Linked DNA regions of Rattus norvegicus: region 2 is linked to region 1. Evidence: chromatin contacts called from public Hi-C data. All regions are on one chromosome and are shown on one strand. Each heading gives the region's core, a stretch centred on a gene start, on an enhancer-like site or on the middle of the called end of the contact. The rest is flanking DNA. Distances are from core to core; before and after follow the strand shown.

Region 1 (6,344 bases), core at 1,224-3,723:
GCATCTTCCGGAGGGAAGAGTCGTGTGTTCTCTCCATCCTGGGAGCTGTTACCCTTGGGCCGGACTCAGATTCAAGAGCTAGTGTCTGGCTGCAGTGGTCAGTGGAGATTTTGGTGGCGTGCTGACTGGACCAAGAGGATCTTTGGGTTCTCCATGTTCTTCCAAGTAGCCCCTCACACTCCTGTACGTAACCCTCCATCCCCCTTGCCCATTGCGTCCCGCGTGAGATAAACTCGTTGGCTCACTAAGTTGGACCCTTGTGGCATCCTTACTTTGTTCCGCCATCGCTTTCCTTTCTGGGGTGAACAGATAGATGCTTGTTCAGGTCTCCGCAGGGAAAGTGCGAGAAGGGCCTTGGTTTTGGGGTTTTAGTTAGACCCTACGTGCAGTGGGAAGGCGGGAGAATTTCAAACCCTGCCAGGACAAAATAGCTTTCAAAAAATTTTGAGCCAAATACAAACGGGCAAACTCCCAGGATAAGATGAAAAGAAGTTCAAAACATTGGGAAAATGGGCTTGAATGCCTGAGAATTCAGTCGTGGTCCTTGGGCGCCTCCTGCAGGCACAGGATCAAATTACTTCCTGCTAGCGAGATTTGCGGGCTCCTGTGGCTCACTCTTTCTCCTCAAGCCCAGGAAGCACAGACTGATGCTACAGGATTTGTGGGTGGGGGATGACAAATACACTCATTATCCCTGTGTGACACAGTCTAAAGCCAGGGCTTGGACAACATTCACTTCCAACTGATTTTATGTTTTCTATTTCTTTTTCATGCCTCTCCTGACGAAAGCTGCATGTGTCCTCCTTGCTGGGGCCGTCAGTCCCATTTACACTAACCACCCTTTTAGACACACCATCCTTATTTAACTGTGTGTTTGTGGTCTGTCTCCTGTCAGTAGGCTGCTCCAGGACGGGGTATTTTGTCTGTTTGACCTGCAGCATCCCCAGTGTCTGGTATCCTTTCGGTCCAGTCAACATTCCACCAACTACTGAATCGCCATTGACCACTGCAGCCAGACACTAGCTCTCCCTTCTGAGTCTGGCCCAAGGGTTACAGAGTTCAGGACTGGGGTTTTCCGTATATACAAAGGAGTTCCTAAAAAACAAACAAATAAACAACAACAACAACAACAAAACCCAAAAAACCAAACCAAACAAACAAAAAACAAAAACAAAAACGGTGCCACCGTGACCCCAGGTACCACTGAGATTCGATTCTGTATTACAACTGCGAAGTAGCAGAATGAAAATGGCTTCCCGAAGTTAACAAAGGCCCTGGTTACTGAGGAAGCCTGGTGCCCACTGGGCCCTGGGTGGATAGCCTTCTCAGGCTAATATATTTGAGTGAGTGAAACACATATTGCTGAACCAATCTAATTTTAAATACGTAAAATAATTCGTTCCAGTGACGCATGATGGCACATATCTTTGATCCCAGCACTCCAGAGGCAGAGGCAGGAGGATCTCTGTGAATTTGAGACCAGCTTGGTCTACATGTATAGTTCCAGGACAGCTAGGATTACATAGAGAGACTCTGTCTATGAATAAATAAATAAATAAATAACCAACCAACCAACCATCCAGTAAGCTTCCATCTAAGGGTCTGAGTCTGTTACAGCGCTCTAGATCAACTGTTCTCAACCTATTGATCGCGACCCCTTCACAGAGGTCGCCTAATGCTATCAGAAAATAGGTATTTATTTACATTACGACTTATAACCATAGGAAATTTACATAGTGAAGTAGCAACAAAAATACCTTTATGGGTGGGGCGGGGGGTCACTACAACATAAGGAACGGTATTAAGGGGTCTCAGCATTAGGAAGGTTGAGAACCACTGCTCTAGATCCTTTTGGGGTCACTTACGTTTGGTTTCATTTACTCCTGGCTAGTGTCATTTAGCCCATCCTAGTGTCCCTTGCAGTGGTCAGTGGCATACAAGCTAAGGCCAACTTCAAGGGTGGCCTATATACCAGTCCCTTCAGCTTGTAGCTTTGCCAGCACTGGGCTTTTATGTGGTAGGGGCTGTGGATAGAACTCAGGATCTCATCTTGAGTGCAAATACTTTACCAAAGGAGCCGAAGCCACGCCCGCAGCCTCCCTAGCGTCAGTGTTAGGTTGTTGAAGAAAGGGAAAAAGAATTTAAGCCTCCCAGCCCACCCAGCTGGGCGGTACCTACCAAGCGCTCCCCCTGCTGGCCGTGACTGGAATCCCAGGCCCGACTAATGGCCTCACTCGGTATTTATGCCGGCCGAGAGGGAAGCTGCCTGTCCCTTTAATTGGAAAGTACCAAGTGTTTTCCAGACTATAGTTTTTTTCTGCGTCCTTGCCATGGGAATTCATAGGTCAGAGACATAGTTGGCAGTAATGTGGAGATATTTCTGTATTTTAGGGGAGTTTGGCTCAGCAGGGCTCGAGAGGGACCTCGTGGGGTGACGCGCGCCTGGATGGTCTTCCCCCGCGCCCTATGGTTCAGTCCAAGATGGCGGCCACCATGAAGAAGGCGGTGAGTGCGGCCGAGCCGGGGTCCGAGGATCCGTGGGCTGGGGGATCTGGGGAGACGCGGGACGCTGGGGAGTCGGAGGTCTGAGGAGATGAGGTATCTGAGGCGCCGGGGCCACGGGATGCGCAGGGCCTGGGCCCGTGCTAGGTCCAGGGGTGCTGCTGTTCTCTTGGCTCACGTCAGGGTAACTGCCTAACCTGCTCAGGGTCGCGCATCTCCTCAGGCACCGAATCGGTTTCTGCATCCCGGGATGTCTGGTACCGCACCTCGGTGCTCCGCCCGGAACCGCCCATGTCCGTCTATGCTCCATGCACCTAGTGTTTAATTGACGCTGAGAGGAGTCGGCCCGAGCCAGTGTGGTGGCTACCCCGGCTTTTCCTAGCCTTTAGGAAGGACTCGGGTCCCCACACTGTGCCCCGCATTCTTTACAGTTAGCCATTCTCTGGTGACTCATCTGGTAAGATGTTGGGTCTGGTGATTTCGTTTCCCCAAAATTACAGCTCTTTATTAATTTAAAACGCCCTCCGATGATTTTTCATGGGGCTTGGTGTGGTGTTTTATCACACTTTTTAAAGACATGGACTTACGTGTGTGTACACCAGACTGGCCCACTGCCCCCTGTGCGGTCAAAGATGATTTTGAATTTCTGCCTCCACCTCCCACCTTCCAGTTGTTGGGATTACCCGGGTTTGTCACCACACCCAGCTTTTGGTGTGCTGGTGGGGTGAACCCAGGGCTTCGTGCACGATAGGCAACTAATCTACACGGCTTTGCAACCCCTCCGTCATACTTCGAGCCACCAACTTAAGCTAAACTCCCATGTGGGTTTTATGACCCCAGAGTGTTTCCAGATGTGCAGGTATGTCTAAATACAGGGGAAGAATTGCAGAGAGGAAAAAAAGAACACACAAGCAAACAGCTGATAACTATTGGGGCTTCAAAGTATGTTGGGCACAGTTCTTAGCGTTTGCATGTCATCCTGTGCAAACCTTTTGGGAGATTCTGTTCTTATTCATATTTAACTGAAGAGGAACGGAAGGGCAGAAGATCTGGGATTTAAACAGCACTCACATTCTAGGCTCCACTCTGTCTGTCTGCCTGCCTGCCTGCCTGCCTGCCTGCCTGTCTTTGTCTCTCTCTGTCTCTGCCTCTCTCTCTCTCAGGCTCCTTGTCGTGTCTGTCTGTCTATGTGCCTGCCTGTCTCTGATGAGAGGCGCCTGACTGAAGGCAGCTGCTTTCACTCCACTTCCTAATAGATGTCCCTGTTTATGTTCTTGCTATTGGCACCACACAGTCAGTGCCTCCGACCACCGAGGGATGACGGTCAGCCATTCCAGTTTGTTAAGAGCAGAGCGAATGGCTGCCGAGCCTGGGGAGGCTTCAGAGTTAGAATAAGTCCTTCACCCTGATCTGTCACTCACAAATTATCATACAGTAGCAGCATGCAGTCCGGGGCCATGGTGATTTGGCCAAGTAGGAAACAAGTTCATTTGCCTCTCTTGGGAGATTGGGCCCTCAGCTGTCCGTTATACTGTGTAGTTCCATGACATTGTCCGTCTCTGGTTTTGCTTTTTTGAGGGAAGGTCTCACTCCGTAGCGTTGGCTGGTCTGGAATCCTCAGAGATCTGACTGTCAACTGAAGTGGAGAACTTTTTGGCTGGGGACTCAACTCTCAGTACCTGAACTTGGAATAGTTACAGTTTGTTTTCTCTTACAATCCCATAAGATGTTCCCAAGGCCAGGGTGTAGTCAGGGCCCAGGGCAGTTTACTTTCTTCTTGACTCTGGAGCAAGTCATGTCTCTTATAACCAGCAGAGTCCCCTTAAATCTGCAATGATCATTTTGCCATTCTTCCTTCATTTCTTTTAATGAAGTCTCTCATACGTAGCCCAGGCTGGCCTCAAACTCACCATGCAGCCGGGGATGAACTTGTACTGTTAGTCCTCCTGCCTCTACCTCCTGACTGCTGGGGTGCAGGCTTGTCTCCGCACACCTGGCTTTATGCAGTGCTGGGGGTGAAGCTCGGGCCTTTGCATGTGCTGGGCAAGCATTCTACTGAGCTAGCCTTCTACTGAACCTTAGAGGCAATATGGAGCAGGCAAAGTACTTGGCTATCCTTGATCGAAGGGTGAGTGCATACCCAGGCCCCATGCACTTGGGGCTCATTGTACCATCCCTGCAAGGGAGACAGATTGGGGGTGGCTCCAGGGAATTGAGAAAATTACCTGAAGTTCCACATGCCTGGTTCGGAGTCCCCTCCTGCCATCCCTTCACTCCTATCTGGAGTAGAAAATAACCCTCTTCAGTAGTCACTGCGCCCACGCCTGCCTAAGACAGGAGTCGCTAGCCCTCTGAGCTTATAGGTGTCTTTGAAAATCCGAAAGCTGCTACGACCCCTTGCGGAGAATGTAGTCGAAGGCTAGGCATGTTCACCTTGCACCCTTTGGTCCCAAGGATAGCTGTGAATGGAGCCCAAACCATTTGTAGATGGCATCATGTCACAATGTCAAAAGACTGGACACCCTGCAATGTCTACCTATTTTGCGTATGGTTTGGGGGACTAAATCGACTTCTTGATGACCTTGCACGCCAGCTAGAAGTTACTATCTTCCTGCCAAAATGCAGTTCAAGGAGCGTAGAAGTGGGGTTGAGGTGTAGCTGAATGGACATGCTTGGCCAGCATAGAAGGCCCTCAGTTCAGTCCCTAGCACCTTAGAAAGAAACGAGGTATTCTGGGAACTTCTTCCCCAAGGGATCATGGGTATCAGTTTCTTAGCTACTGCTGAGGACCAACCCCTCTCCAAACCCCCGCCCCAACTACAGTCTTAAAACCCTGGGAGAAAAACTAACTTCAAGAAACTGGGTCCCAGGGGCCAAGTGCCCGCTGGTGGCTGCTGTTTGGCAGGGCTGTATCAAGAAGTGCCTGCTTTGGGAAAATAGAAAACAGCCAACTTCCAGCGCTCTTTGATGCCCAAATATTTTTTGAGTCTGATCATCATAATTTAGATTCTAATTCAGAAACCTCCTTGCCACTGTTGCTAGTCAGGCAGGTCCTGCTAGAGCCTCACTTGAGTTGCCCATAAAGTCCTCATGGTGACAGACACACCTGGAAATGCATTCTAGGGCTTGGGGGCTCTGCAAACAGAAGTAAGCAGGGAGTCTTCAAGGTCCTCTGTCTGGGAGAGTGATAATTCCCATAGGCAAAGCAACCAGGATGTCTGTGAGTCTCTGGTGCTCCTCCCTGTGCTGATGGAAGCCACAGTGTTGACCACTGTGCACTCATGATGGGAGGGGCTCTTTGAGCACACACAGTAGGTCTGATGCAGACCTAGTGTGTGCACAGTTGTCAGGCTTAGGGCATGCACAATTGCTTGTTGGGACGAGAGCCTGGTGAAGGGGAGTCTAGACTCCAATGACTGTCTCTTTCTCTGGACCACTGAGCTGTCTCTTGAGGCTACCTTTCAACCTCTGGAGAAGTTTGTGTATACACACCGTATGTCATAGCTTACAGGAGACCAGGAATGGGTGGAGTGTGGATTTGTGAACTTACCCTGCATTTATTAATTCTAATATGATATGCCATCTATAAATGTCATTATATATCAGTGTAGAATAGTGAAAGCCTTTTCTTTGTTAAAAGTTTTATTTTTGCTGATGTGTATGTGTGCTCCTGTGTGTGTATATGCCATGTGTTTGCACATGTGCCTGAAGAAGCCAGAAGAGGGCCTCAGATCCCCTGGAGCTGGAGTTGCAGGCTGTTATGAGCCACCTGATATGGGCCCTGAGGACTGGACTCCCATCCTTTGGAAGAGCAGCAAGTGCTCTTAACCATGGGGCATCTC
Region 2 (5,978 bases), core at 2,286-4,785, 210 kb after region 1:
AGGTAGAGGAGGGAGGATCAGAAGTTCATACTTATCCCTGTCTATAGGCATGGCCCTGTGGTGGGGCTATAAGACCCTCACACTAGCTGCCTGGAAGCCAGTCTTCAAGCAGCCTTCAGATGAAGATGTAGCACTCTCAGCTCCTCCTGCACCATGCCTGCCTGGATGCTGCCATGCTCCTGCCTTGATGACAATGGACTGAACCTCTGAACCTGTAAGCCAGCCCCAATTAAATGATGTCCTTCTAAGAGTTGCCTTGGTCATGGTGTCTGCTCACAGCAGTAAAACCCTAATGAAGGCAAAAAGCAAGAACGAGGTTAGCTTAAGATATGGTGAGACTCTGAGATACACAAGGCAGACACACAAACACTAAATAAAATGAGTAGTTTTTTTCTTTGTTTTTAAGGCTGAGATCCAGAAAAGAGCTTGCCAAGTTTAAAGAGCTGTAGTCAAGGGGATGCTTCCTGAATGCAAGCCAATTAACTCGGACCAGCCAGCTGGAACCAAAGGCCACATCTGAAGGAATCACCAGTCCTCTAAGGAAGCGGATGCAGAACCAGGAAGATGGCTCAGGAGCTAGAGTACAAGTGTGAAGATCTGGGTTCAACCCCTAAAACCCAGGTAAGAAAAGGTGCAGAGGCACTAACCTGAGGCACTGCTGGAAAGTGGAGACGGGCTGTCCCCTGGTGATCAAAGATGGTCTCAAAGACAAACAGCAAACATTTAGAGCTCCCCAGGCTTCCACATGCACCCGTACTTACTAGAGTGTACCACACACACACACACACACACACACACACACACACACACACAGGAAGAAACACCCTGAAAACACAAGACGGGATTCTAAGGAAGAGAAGACAGATGTCTATTATAAAAACAAGTCTTAAGGGTTGAAACTGAATGAACAGCAGGAATTAACACAACATTGGTGGTGCGTAGTAGACTTATCCAGAGAGAAAGTGGCTCTCCCGTGCTGTTGCAACAGGCAGTGTCTAATTGTGTATCTCTCCTTTTCTGACTCCACTGGAAACTGTCTAATTTATAGGAAAGTTAGAGGTTGTCCTCTGATTGGTATACCAGAGACCAGAGTCTATAGTGTGTGTGTGTGTGTGTGTGTGTGTGTGTGTGTGTGTGTGTTATAGCAATATGATGGTTTGTCTATGCTCTGCCCAGGGAGTGGCACTATTAGAAGGTGTGGTGCTGTTGGAGTGGGTGTGTCACTGTGGGCGTGGGCTTTAAGACTCTCCTCCTGGCTGCCTGGAAGTCAGTCTTCTGCTAGCAACCTTCAGATGAAGATGTAGAACTCTCAGCTCCTCCTGCACATGCCTGCCTGGATGCTGCCATGTTCCCGCCTTGATGATAATGGACTGACCCTCTGAACCTGTGAGCCAATACCAATTATATGCTGTCTTTTCAGGAGTTACCTTGGTCACCGTGCCTGTTCACAGCAGTAGAACCCTAACTGAGACAATCAGTTTAAAAAAAACAAAAACAAAAACAAAACAAAAAAAAAAAAAAAACCCAACCAAATAAAACCATATACTCCATTCAACTTTGCACTTGAAAAATTATTTGTTTCTTCCCAGGTGGCATTTTCTAGTCTGATTTGATCAACCTTATTCCCAAACCCACCCCCTCCCCCAACCTACGGTTTCTGTTACTATGGGCCAGCTTCTTATGCAATCGATTCATTCTCTGTTCCTGCGACATTGTAATTGATCTACAAATTGAGTGTTGGGCAGATGTCATTCACAGACACCTGTTTCCCAGTCACCATGGGCAGGGTTGGTTAATTGTGCTAGTTCTTCTGAAGAAGCCTTCCGAATGACTTCACCATTTTCTCCTCTTTGGGTGAAAGGCTGGCACTTAAAGCATCATTTTTCATAGAACGGAAACACGAAGACAGAGCAGATGGTTTACAATATAGCAAACAGTTCTCCTCATCGGCATCTCTGTTTTCTGGTTGTCCCAATTTAGCCTCAATTCTATGACACATTCTTGGGCGATTTCTCTTCTTTGACTGACTAATACCCATCCAGCCAGGATGACTAAAATGAGAGTCCCCACAGACAAAGGAAGTCCTGTATGATATTTGAGATAAGAGGAACTCGATGTCATCAGATCTAAGGACCTGTGAAATAGATGACTCTTTCTCTGTGATTCTCACTGAAGGTCGCCCAGCTCATTAGCGCTGACTGGGGTCACCTCTGATGACCAAGAATGATCTAGCTTTTAAGTAAAGGAAGATCAAGACCTACTTTGGAGATCAAGAAGCAATCTCATGCTTATGACATCAGTCCTACATGGTCCCGTCAGAATACTCAGCGCTTTGTCCTGGCTCTGTGCTGGCCAGCTGTGGGACAGTGGGCAAGTCCCCAGGGACTGCCTCTTCTCAGCTTCCGGTTCTGCAAAACCTAGGTGCTAGGTTTCTTTTCTTAGAAAAGCTGGGACAGAGGATGTTAGGAGAGAATCTGCGGTGGTCAGCTTAAGTTTGCGGAAGGAAGGCAGAGCAGGCAGGCTCAAACCCTTCCCATCTCTGCCCATCTTACCGTTCTAGGAATATTTACAAGCATCCACCATGTTTACCAGGGGCAGCTAGATTGTCAGGTTATGGAAGTTTACGTGGGAGCCTGGTAATTACACAAAGGGGCCACACCTTAATGGGTGCAGGGGAGCTGAACAAAGTCAATGCACACAAAGGACAGAGCAGCGCCGGGTCCACGCTTGCCACCTTGACAAAGTCCCAGGATTTATTGATCATCTATACAGAGCGGAGGGTTTGAGGACAAAGCAGCGACAGGCCAAGAATCAGCTCTGGGGAAACTTACAGTCTTATTGAGAAGACAGGGCTCAAACCAGAAGAGGGACAATTGATACAAGCTTAGAGCTTGACAGCAGGGAGCCCTCCTGGAAGAGCTGAGCATAAGCCTTGGAGATGGCTCTCTCTTTATTCGTAGAGGTCACAGGTAAACCATTCAGCGCGGTCTCCCTGGACACACCCTTAATTAGCTCTTATGTGGAAAAGATGGGGCTGAAGGAATGGGGTTGGGGCACACACAGCTATTTTTTAAAAAAGAGTCCGATGTCCTTCTCTCTAAAAGACAGACAGGAGCTGGAACCTCGTTGGATGTCTGTGCGCAGGGACGCGCAGCCGCCCCTGGGGAGAGGAGGTGGGATCAAGGCGGTTGGGGGCCAGGTGGGCGGAGGCCGGGGGAGGGGACCGGTGCGCTCCTCCTTCTGGGCCATTTCTGCTTCCTCCTTCCTCTCTTTCCTCCTCGGTTCTGGTGCTTCTCCTCCTCCTCCTTGGGGGCTAGAGCGGCTCCTCCTCCTGGCAGGCTGCCGCCCAGTCAGCTGACGCCGCGCTCCAGTCTCGCCTCCCGCCGCTCTCCCCCAAAGTGGCTGCTGGGCGCCGGCGGGCCGCCCACTTTCAGGCTTTGGGGAGACAGGGAAAGCGATGTGCGCCTTCTGACGTCTGGTTTCACCGCATCACCTTGTCAACTTTCACTCCCTTAGTCTCTGTCCAGACCCTCCCCACATCCCTCCTCGAAGCCACTCAGGGTGCCTGCCTCGCGCACGCTAGGGCAGCAGGGTCACTGTCTGTCTGGGATGGCTTCCAATTTTAATGACATAGTGAAGCAGGGGTACGTGAGGATCCGGAGCAGACGCCTAGGGGTACGTATCATTCTTTCCGTGATCCTTGTTCGCGACTTCAGGGTCTGTGTCTGCGGCCAGCATCCCGGTTCCTGGCGCTGGAGATCTGCTTGGTGGCTCTCTCAGCCCATATCCCAGGCTACCGCGGCTGCGGCGCTAACGCCAGCATCCAGTGTGTCACGGAGCTATCTTTATCTCTCGGATGGCTTGACTTTCTAGCGGTGGCTACCGGAGCCCATTGACTCGGAATAAATATTTCCCGGTAGCCATGGGTGCTGAATCTGGAAAGCATGGCACAGTGCTGAGCTTGCCGGATGTCCCCGGCCGGCATCCCACTCGCGCCAACTTAACTTTTCCAGGGGATGGATGGAGGCCAGGACACAGGGCAGATACTCTGACTGGGGATCAAGGTCAGTGACTATCTGGCCCCAGGGACTCTGCTCTGCGGCTCAGGTGTTAGCAGAGGTGGAGAGAGCTCTTTTTGGACAGGGGACATGGACAGGGACAGGGCCAACTCCCTGGTAGAAGACCAGATCTGAACTCCTCTACTCTTGAGCCTGGGCAGTGGGTTTCTGATTTTTAGACTTCACCTTCTGAGTCCCACTGGACGATCATGTGTGAAGCCTGCGTAGAGCTTCTGGAATATGAAAGAAAGAAAGAAGAATGAATGAGCGAATCCCAGTGGCTCTCTTCTTAGTGCTGCTTTGCTTTTCTCTTGTTGGGGGCACTTTAGGAGAGAATCATCCTGCCTCTCTTTGGGTTTTAAGTGACAATACGGTCTTTGGGAGGGGAGGATATTGGAGTATGTATACATATATATATGTATATGAATATGTGTGTATGCATATATATGTATATGAATGTGTGTGTGTGTGTGTGTGTGTGTGTGTTATGCTACCCCATTTCTTCTTTCCATGTGTTTAATACCGTGGCTGTTTTTGTTGGTTTGTGTTTGCCAGAGGCTGGGGGCAGGATGGTGATGGTGGTGGTGGTGGGGGTGGTGGTGGTGGTGGTGGTGTAGTGGTGATGGTAGTGAGGAGGAGGAGGAAGGGCTGAGACATAAGTTTACTTAGCAAGGAAAGCTAGTGTTGGTGAGAATGCCAATGTCTCAGTTAGACTGAGTGATCCATTGAGTATCTTTGTCCACAAATACATTGTATCTGTACCAGTTTATTATATGGTTTCTGGCTTTTAAAAAAATGTGCCTTTAATTTGACTAGGAATAAAAGAAATCTCTCAGTAGTAACTGTGGCTAGAGAGGAATGTCTGCCGGGCAGAAACAGCCTGGATTGTTATAAAACTCTTGCCTGGTTCCTTTGGCCTATTTCTCTCTTTGCTTCCTGACCGCTGCTGGTTACTATGTTTGAACAGTGGAGTTTTCTCTTCTGCCACTGTTGTAAACACAGCGAAGGAGAAAGGTAACAAAACTAACCAACTTTACCAGATCCGCTACAGTTTCTGTGATGCTCCCTGGGCTCCTCAGCCCAGTGACTTCCATGTGGCGAGGAAGAAATCCTAAGTGTGTCACACGTTTTATTATCGTGTGGTGATCATGTATCACAATTTTAAAGCGAGTGTTAGAAAGCCACATTCTAATCTTGCATTTACTCCGTCATGTCAGTGGAAGGGATTGAGTCCAGACACTCATTCTGGGATAGAGAGCATTCCAACAGGAAGGGGGGCATACATTATTAATGCACAGAATATGAATTATTCATGAGGATCAGAGTTGATGCCAAACCCTGACAAGGGTGATTTATAAGGGAAACTGGTTAACATTACTTTCAAGTCCTTTTTTCTGTATTATTATAATTGACATAATGTAGTCTTGTGTGGATCCCAACAAATTTTGGATAGACATTAGAGGCAAAGGGAGAGGAAAGAGAGCCTAGTTTGCATTTGTTTTACATTTACAGTATTTTGGACAGTCCCGTCTCTTGAGACATTTTGGTCATCTTGTCTGTGTTTCCTTAAATACACACAAGAATATTCACTGAATTATGGTAATCCCGCGCAGTAGAAAAGTCAGTTTACAACCATATAAAGCGGCCTTATTAGTCAACCCTTGTTCTACCAGTAGTAGATCAGTCTGTTAAGACACTTTTATGTTAGAATTCATAAAGAAGGCCAATTCCGTTGTCGCCAGAGCCGAGTGCCAACTGAAGTGTCAGTAGATTTGCAAAGGCGGAGGATTCTTGGGGGAGGTGACAATAAGGACCCAGTGTCCGAGGTCAGGAATGCTGTTGGTGCTAATCTGGGCTGTATATAGCATGGAACATGTATATTCTGGGCACTGCGAGTCCCAGAGAGCTAAGGCAGTGGCT

The links. A called contact is a pair of places that touch in the nucleus more often than the background predicts.
Region 2: a contact with region 1 is called in a Hi-C map of Schwann cells, with 4 times the contacts expected there. The contact joins the promoter of Dok5 here to the promoter of Pfdn4 in region 1. A contact is called at or near these places in 4 of 12 Hi-C or Micro-C datasets (the A7r5 cell line, the Rat2 cell line, Schwann cells and 1 more) and 1 of 1 datasets of contacts at active chromatin or transcription factors (oligodendrocytes).

Annotation. Positions count from the first base shown.
Region 1 is chr3:179,719,390-179,725,733 of GRCr8, forward strand. It overlaps Pfdn4 (prefoldin subunit 4), which reads left to right and starts at 2,474. Exons shown (of 6, transcript NM_001399732.1): 1 at 2,474-2,505. The coding sequence starts at 2,482.
Region 2 is chr3:179,931,126-179,937,103 of GRCr8, forward strand. It overlaps Dok5 (docking protein 5), which reads left to right and starts at 3,536. Exons shown (of 8, transcript NM_001109344.2): 1 at 3,536-3,675. The coding sequence starts at 3,610.